Regions from separate parts of the Ovis canadensis genome. Here region 1 is linked to region 2. Evidence: chromatin contacts called from public Hi-C data. All regions are on one chromosome and are shown on one strand. The core of a region is the stretch at or near the end of the contact, and the rest is flanking DNA. Distances in the headings are between cores, read along the strand shown. Region 1 overlaps ADARB1 (adenosine deaminase RNA specific B1). Region 2 holds the start of ADARB1 (adenosine deaminase RNA specific B1).

The links. Hi-C and Micro-C count contacts between places; a contact is called where the count stands out from the background.
Region 1: a Hi-C map of fibroblasts shows a contact between it and region 2, with 2.4 times the contacts expected there. The contact joins the enhancer-like site here to the promoter of ADARB1 in region 2. A contact is called at or near these places in 2 of 2 Hi-C or Micro-C datasets (fibroblasts and lung).

What each region holds. Positions count from the first base shown.
Region 1 is chr1:268,155,609-268,158,963 of ARS-UI_OviCan_v2, reverse strand. The region is part of intron 1 of ADARB1 (adenosine deaminase RNA specific B1); the gene reads right to left. Among named protein-coding and RNA genes, the nearest start is that of ADARB1, 39 kb to the right of the region's middle. Within about 2 kb of position 1,428, the one cell type or tissue checked has open chromatin away from gene starts, as enhancers often do. A contact at or near this core is called in fibroblasts, where this site is marked.
Region 2 is chr1:268,115,579-268,119,359 of ARS-UI_OviCan_v2, reverse strand. ADARB1 (adenosine deaminase RNA specific B1) reads right to left here and starts at 1,399. Exons shown (of 11, transcript XM_069566629.1): 1 at 1,159-1,399.

The DNA of each region.
Region 1 (3,355 bases), core at 179-2,678, 40 kb before region 2:
CAGCCAGGGGCACCAGGAGGAGGGGCCGTGGGGTAGGGCACCAGAGAAGGGACTGCGGGGGGTGGTACTGGAGGAGGGGTCACAGGGGGGGTCCCCCCAAGTCACTGAGTGGGCAGGGATGGCACTGGGAGGGGCCACCAGGAGGAGAGGCTGGCGGGGGGGGGGGGGGCCACCAGGAGGTGGGACCACAGGGGGCGGCACCAGAGGAGGGGCCGCATGGGGAGACCCCCCAAGTCACTGAGCCAGGAGGGGGCCCCCTAAGTCACTGAGCCAGGCAGGGGGTGCGGACGCCCCTCATCTGAGGCTGAGACTGAAAGCAGGAGTCCCTCTGGATGCCTTTGTTAGGGGAGGGGCTCTTGGCAGCAGCTGGTGTGATAAAGAGGAATCTGGGCTGAAAGATCAGGCTGATAGCTCTATGGGCAATGCCAGGGATGAGGCTGGGACAGCTGTGGGGCAGAGGGAAGACAGAGATGGAAACATCAGGCTTCTCATTGGGAGGCTCAGTGGACGGGCCTTGGGGATGAGGCCTGTGGGTGGAGGAGCGCATTGAAGCCGAATGACTCTGAGGATCCTCAAAGATCCTGGCTCCACCCAGAGGGCAGAGTGGCTCTTCAACAACTAGCATGAGAAAATGCAAAGGAAGTTCTAGAAGACAGGTGTCTTCAACTGTTCTGAACTAGGGAAACCTCTGAGCATTGATATTTCAGCTCTGATAGGACAGACGCTTCCCTGGCTAAGATTTCAGAAGAATCAAGTCGATCCTGGTATGTGGAGAAAAGCAGCAGCTCCACGTGGTAAACTACAATAAACACTTAAATATAAAAATGTCCCCCCCAAGGCAGGGAAGCGGGGGTGGGGGGCCACTGGCCTTCACTTCCTCTGGGAAGTCTATGAAGAAAGACTCGCCTGAGGAAAACGATTCTCTAGTCTAGAGGCCTTGGTTTGATTTCATCTTTTTGTATTACTTACATTCCACTTGGAATTCCCTGGCTGTCCAGTGGTTAGGACTCGGCGCTTCCACTACCAGGATCCAGGTTCAAACCCTGGTTGGGGATCTAAGACCCTGCACACCGAGGAAATGCTCCGCACAGTACATTTATTCCGCGACACCCGAGAACCACCCTCGTCACTGCTCCCAAGCAGGGCCCACTCCAGTCTGAGCCAGCGGGACGGGGTCCAGGGGAGAGCACTGGATCCACCTGGTCCTGAAGGCTCAGCCAGATACAGGTTCTCACGTGACCTTGGGACCGCCCAGCAGGGCCTCAGTTTCCCAGCCTTTTATTCCCCCTGCATTTGGGGCTTGATAGCCCCAGTCGAAGCGGACTTTGTTCTACTCAGCGAATTAAATCCACCCCACCTTCTGAGCAAGCAAGAGTACTGTCCTCTCCCTCATAAGAAAGATTCCTTTGGGATGAAGCACTGACAGTTGCAATAACATGCTGGGCCTCTGAGTCATCGCCCTGAGTGAAATGAGCCAGAAAGAGAGGGACGCATGGCCTGATCCCATCCACGTGAACCAGGAGCTGCAAGGGATCCACTGTGCCAGGACGGGGCAGGGAGGGGACGTTCACCACCGTCACAGGGCGATGCCCCTTGGGGCTCAACACGCCGCCAGCTGTACCCGTCACACGTGTAGCTTCTGGGCACACACCAACCGCACCCAAGAAAGCTGCTGTCAAAAAAAGACTACTTTGTTTTGTATTTTAAAACCCCACTTATTTTTTGAAGTGAACTGGTGAACATTATTGGAAATATTTTTATGACCTGAAGGAAATGTTATTTTTTTTCAAACTTTCAATAATCAAATGCTTCATGGGCAATTAAAGCATGTTGCAAATATTAAAACAATTCATTAAGTAGGTGGGAGGCTGCTCCCTGTCTAGATATATTTTATTGTTTTATGATCGTTTTTAGAGAAACTCAATGTTCCCAACACTAGGAATGAGCCCTGGGTCTCCACTGGAAGACAGCAGAGATGGAGTGGAAAAGAGAGAGAAAGAGACCCAGAAAGGGAAAGACACATAGATAGAGACACACACATAAAGAGAAGGAGACACACTCAGAGGGAAGAGTAGAGAGGCAGCGAGAGAAGGCCAGAGATGTAGGAGGGAACAGAGCGAGCCGTCACCCAGCGCCCAAGGCCCGGCCTCCCCTGCCTCTCCCACACTCAGGCCCAGGACAATCGATGCTGACACAGGCTGCGGGCAGCACCGGCATCACCAGCCCAGAGCAGGAGTGACTCCATCCTGGGCACAGGGCAGATGCCTGGTCACCAGAACAGGAGGTGCAGCAGATGGTAAGGGATAGGCGTTCTGAGCCTGCCCACCCCGTCCTCGGCCCCTGCTCCCTTCGGGACAAACCAGCGAGACCAATGGGTGAGCAGAGGAGGTGTCTTTGCCAAGGAGAGCCCAAAGGCACACTGGCCTAGAGTGGAGCCTCGCACCCCATCACAGCTGACAAACAACAGGACCCAGAGCAGCAGGTGAGGGGGACCTGCCCCAGAGGATGCCTGCCTGTCTCTAGTCTGCAGCCGCTGCCCACAGACACCAGGAAACCCACAAGGAAGGCCTGCCACTCCCCTGAGAAACCCGGACTGGATCATGAACTGAACAACTGGAGAAAACAAAATGCTCTCCAGACCGAAATGCACAAGCCAAGTATGGAAGGCAGAGTGACAGGAAGAATTAACACTCAGAGCAAAACTCAGTAAGCCTCCTGTAACTGAAAGAAAGAACAAGACTGAGACCCACACAGACCAGAGCAGACAAGCAGAGATGCTGGGGCAGCAGCCCTGGCAGGCAGTGCAGGGATCCACCATTCACTGCAAGGTCTAAAAATACCAATAATGCGGAAACTGCCCTAAGGACGCATGTCCCTGAGTGACAGCAGCGCCAGCTTCCACCGTCACATCCCTGTGTTACATAAACCTGGGCCAGCCATCAACCTCTTGGATCCGATTCATGTGTCAAACACACACATTCTCAGAAGCTCTTAATTAAAGCCCAAACAAATGTGATCTCTGTATTTCTTAAGTAATGTTGTAATTTTAAAAGCCGTCAGTAAGGTTATGTATCAAATACTGAAAATTAATATATCCTATTATCCATTGCAGGAAGATGAGCTGTCTAGACAAGAAAAACCTTTAATCATTTTTGATAGAAAGTTCTCAAATCTGTCTCCTTGCTCTTACATAAGATGAACTAAATATAAGTTTTTAACCAGAAAATGGTCTTTGGTTAGGGATCAGAGAAGAGAGGGGGGCAGATCCCTAGAAGGAGGGAATAGCCAGCTGGTTAGGGGGGACGGTGGGGGACCAGCCCAGTCACTCCAGATGAATAAATGAAGCTATTAAAAA
Region 2 (3,781 bases), core at 150-2,649:
TGTGTAGGGGAAAAAATAAATAAATAAACGCCTTTATCATTAGTAACAGCCCAAACCTGCTGGCTAAAAATATGAACTGCGAACCAAACACGGCGCTGTGGGTCTCGCATATATAAATCGGTATTAGAACACATTTCAGGTTCTCCAGTCTGTATACTATTGGAGAAGGAAATGGCAACCCACTCCAGTGTTCTTGCCTGGAGAATCCCAGGGACGGGGCAGCCTGGTGGGCTGCCGTCTATGGGGTCGCACAGAGTCGGACACGACTGAAGCGACTTAGCAGGAGCAGCAGCAGCAGTCTGTATACTGGGACTCCCACCCGTTATAGCGTCCACAGCCCATCTTGACACCTTCTCCCAGACCTGTTCACAGCTCGGTGATTTTCCTACTGCAGATCTGAGCACGACAGAATTCACCTCGAGCCCCCAATCGCCTCAGACGCCCGGCACCAACGGGAACTTCCCCGCCCCGCGACGCCCGCGGCGAAAAGCATCCCACGCGGACACTGCGCCCTAGAGAGGGGACGCGGGCCGCCCTGGCGCAGCCTCCCCTCCCCGGGGGCGCAGCCTCCCCTGGGGGTGCCTCTTCCCTCTGCGCAGCGCAGGGCACCCCGCGCGGACACGGAGCTCTCCCGAAGGGGGCCCGGGGGCCGTCCCGGGCGCAGCCTGGTCCCGGGAGCAGCCTTCCTCCCTAGGGCGCAGCGCATCCGGAGCAGAAACGGCACCCCCGGGGAGGGGACAGGGTTGTCCACGAGGGCGCAGGCTCCCCTCCATCCCGGGTTCGGTGTACACGCGCCGGGGCGCAGCTTCACTCTGGGAACGCAGCCTCCCTCCATCCCGCGGCGCGGCGCGGCGCAGCGCAGCGCATCCCGCGCTTATGCGGCGCCCGGGGAGGAGATGCGGGGCCGTCCTAGGCGAAGCCTCCCCTCGCGGACGGCCGCGGGCCCTCCGGACAGGGCTCGGGGCAGCACGGGTCCCGCTCGAGCCGCACGCCAGGCGTGGCCTCACCACCTGCCCGGCGGCGCTTACATAAACGCGGCCGCGGCGCTGCCCGGCGCTGCCCGGCAGCGTGGTCGGGCCGTGGTGTCCGCCCGCGGTGTCCGAGCCCCGCTGTCCCCCCAGACCCCGCCGCCCGGCCGCCCCCGCCAGCGCGCCTCACCTCAGCCGCGGGCCGCTCAGCTCCGCGCAGCTCAACGCCTGGGCTCCGACAGCGAGTCTGCGGGACTCCGCTCGGGCGCCGGGGGCTGCGGCGCGCTGGCCGTGGCCTGGCGCGGCCCCGAGCGCGCCCCCGAGCGCGCCCCCGAGCGCGGCCAGACCGGCCGCCGCCTCAGCCGTCGCCTCAGCCTCCGCCCTCCGCCCCCAGCATCGGCTCCGCCCTCCCACTGCCCCCGCCGCCGGCCGCGCGCACGCCGGGGAGCGACGCCACGACGCAGGAGGGCGCGCGCACGCATGCCGCGCCGAACCGTGCCGGTAGTACGCGGAGGACCGAGGGGACGCGGCGCCAGGGTGGGGGTGGGCTCCGGGGACCCGGGTGGGACGGGAGAAGCGGGAAACCCGGCGGGGCCCGCACCACGAGACCCCCGCCCTGAAGTGCGAAGCCATGGACGAAGCGAGCCGATCCACACAGTCCCCGCGCTGGAGGGCGCGCCGGGAGCGGGACGCGAAGGTGCATTCGGCATGTGCGGGGTCAGGTCGGGACGAGTTGGGAGGAGGAGGAGGTGGGGTCGGCCCCAGGGGCGCCCTGGATGCTAGCAAAAGCGAGTCCAGGTGAGCGGTTGGGGGTGGTGGTCGATGGGTTTGCCGTGAGGCAGTGAAAGCTTGCAGCCGGGCAGAACGCTGACTCTCGTCTGTACCCACTGGCTCCTGCACAGCTGCACCAAGAACGTTTGCACACCGACGGGAAGCATTTGTAGAAGTGCCACGTCCCAGAGCGGAATAAGCAACTCGAAGCAGCAGGTCTATTAACATAAAATAGCTGGGTAGGGAAAACTAGTTTTGAATGCACTTGAGCCACTGGTGGTCCGTCAGGGCAGCTGGGCAAGCCTGGGGCCTCCACCTGCACAAGGCCAGTGACCGCAAAACTCCGAGGTCAAGTGCCACTGCCGCCCTCTTCAGGTGTGGGGCCAAGAGGTCTCTCCGGACCTCTGCCAGTTTTCTCCTGTTACAATGGGGGAGAAAAGTCAGATGTGGGGGAAGAGGCTACTGCAGCGCTATTCCTGGTCATCAGGCAGAACTGAGCTTCCCTGAGACTCAGTAGCTTGGAGCATAATTTAACCACAGGGGAAAGTGCAGCAGCCGGCCAGCTATCTGTTTCAGGTTGCTATCTGATGGAAAGGAAAACCTGCCTTCAGGGCCAGCCACCCACCCACCAGGCAAGCCCAACGCCCTCCTGAGGGCTAAGTGCCAGCACAGGGTTCAAAGAGGTGCTTGTGAGGGCTTGGAGAAGTCAAGACTCCTGTAATGCCTCCTAGGAGTTCATCCTTAATGAACAAAAATCACCTGAAAACTAAGTGACTTGAAGCATTCCTTTATTTCCTCATGATGCTGAGGGCCAGAAGGGGGGACAGCTCATCTCCGCTTCTTGGGGTGCAGCCCATATTAGCTGGGACTCCCATGGGCCACTCCCCTCCCATGGTTGGTGGGCGGGGACCCCCTGTGGCCCCGGCTGTTGCTTGCACTGGCATGACTCGGTCACCAGCAAGAGAAACGGCCAGCAGAGCTCCGTCACAGGGCTTCTCAGCCCCTGCACAGTGTTTACTAACATCCTCTTGGCGGAAGCCAGGCAAAGGGCCCAGCCCAAGCCTGTATTGGGGGGGAGGAGGGGGGAATGTGTGTGCCCTGGAGGCGGTGGCTTCCTACGTGTCCTGCAAGGAAACATGAGCCTCCCTCCTGTCGAAGCGGGTGGTGTGAGCCTCAGCAGCAGGGTCGAGAGCGGTGCCACCGTGACCAAGGTCTGCATGCTGCTCCTGCTGGGTGGCCAGCCTCACGACAGCTGTAGAACCTGAGGTCACCCCTGACTGTTGTCCTGTAACCTCTGCCTCCATCGTCTCCAGAGATGGGTTTATGGTGGGGGTCTCCCAACCTGGCGGCATGACACACAAAGCTTGCCGGTACAAGTGGACATGGGAGACAGCGACTTTCAGGCCCCAGGGTCAAGACGGGTGCACCAGACAGGGAGGGTCCTGCAGGTGCCTGAGAGGTCAGGTTCAGCCCCCTGAGGGAAGCTAGTCCTTCTCCCTTTCACTCAGTGTCAGACCCATGGCCATCTAGGGAGGGGCCCTGGCCTCCACAGAAGTGCTGGCAGCTTGATCACACAGCCTTCGGTGCAAAGAGCAGCAGCCAGACCACCAGCACCACCCAGACACCATTCTGTTTACCTCCCTTGTGCAAACTCTGAAAGTGAAGGTTGTCCAAGGAAACACAGGTGATGCCTGGAAATGCGCTTGTAAGGATCCGGCTGTCCCCTCTCTACCCCAGGAGTTGGGGGATAGGATCCACATGAGTGCATGAAGCCTCTGCTGGGAGCACTGGCCGCCTTGCTGCTTCTCACCAGCTGACCCAGACAGCCTGACCATGCAGCAGAACGAGGACTTCTCCGGTCACCACATGTGGGACAGAATGGTGCAGAAGGACTTGTCAGGGACAAAGGACAAAGACCTCGCCTGCTCTGGGGCAGGGGTGTGACTGGTTTCAGCTTGTAGCTCAAAGCTGTTTGGGAACAGCTGGAAGGAGGGGTGAGGGGCTCAGGCCAATGGCCAGGAGCTGCTCGGTGAGCGTTCACA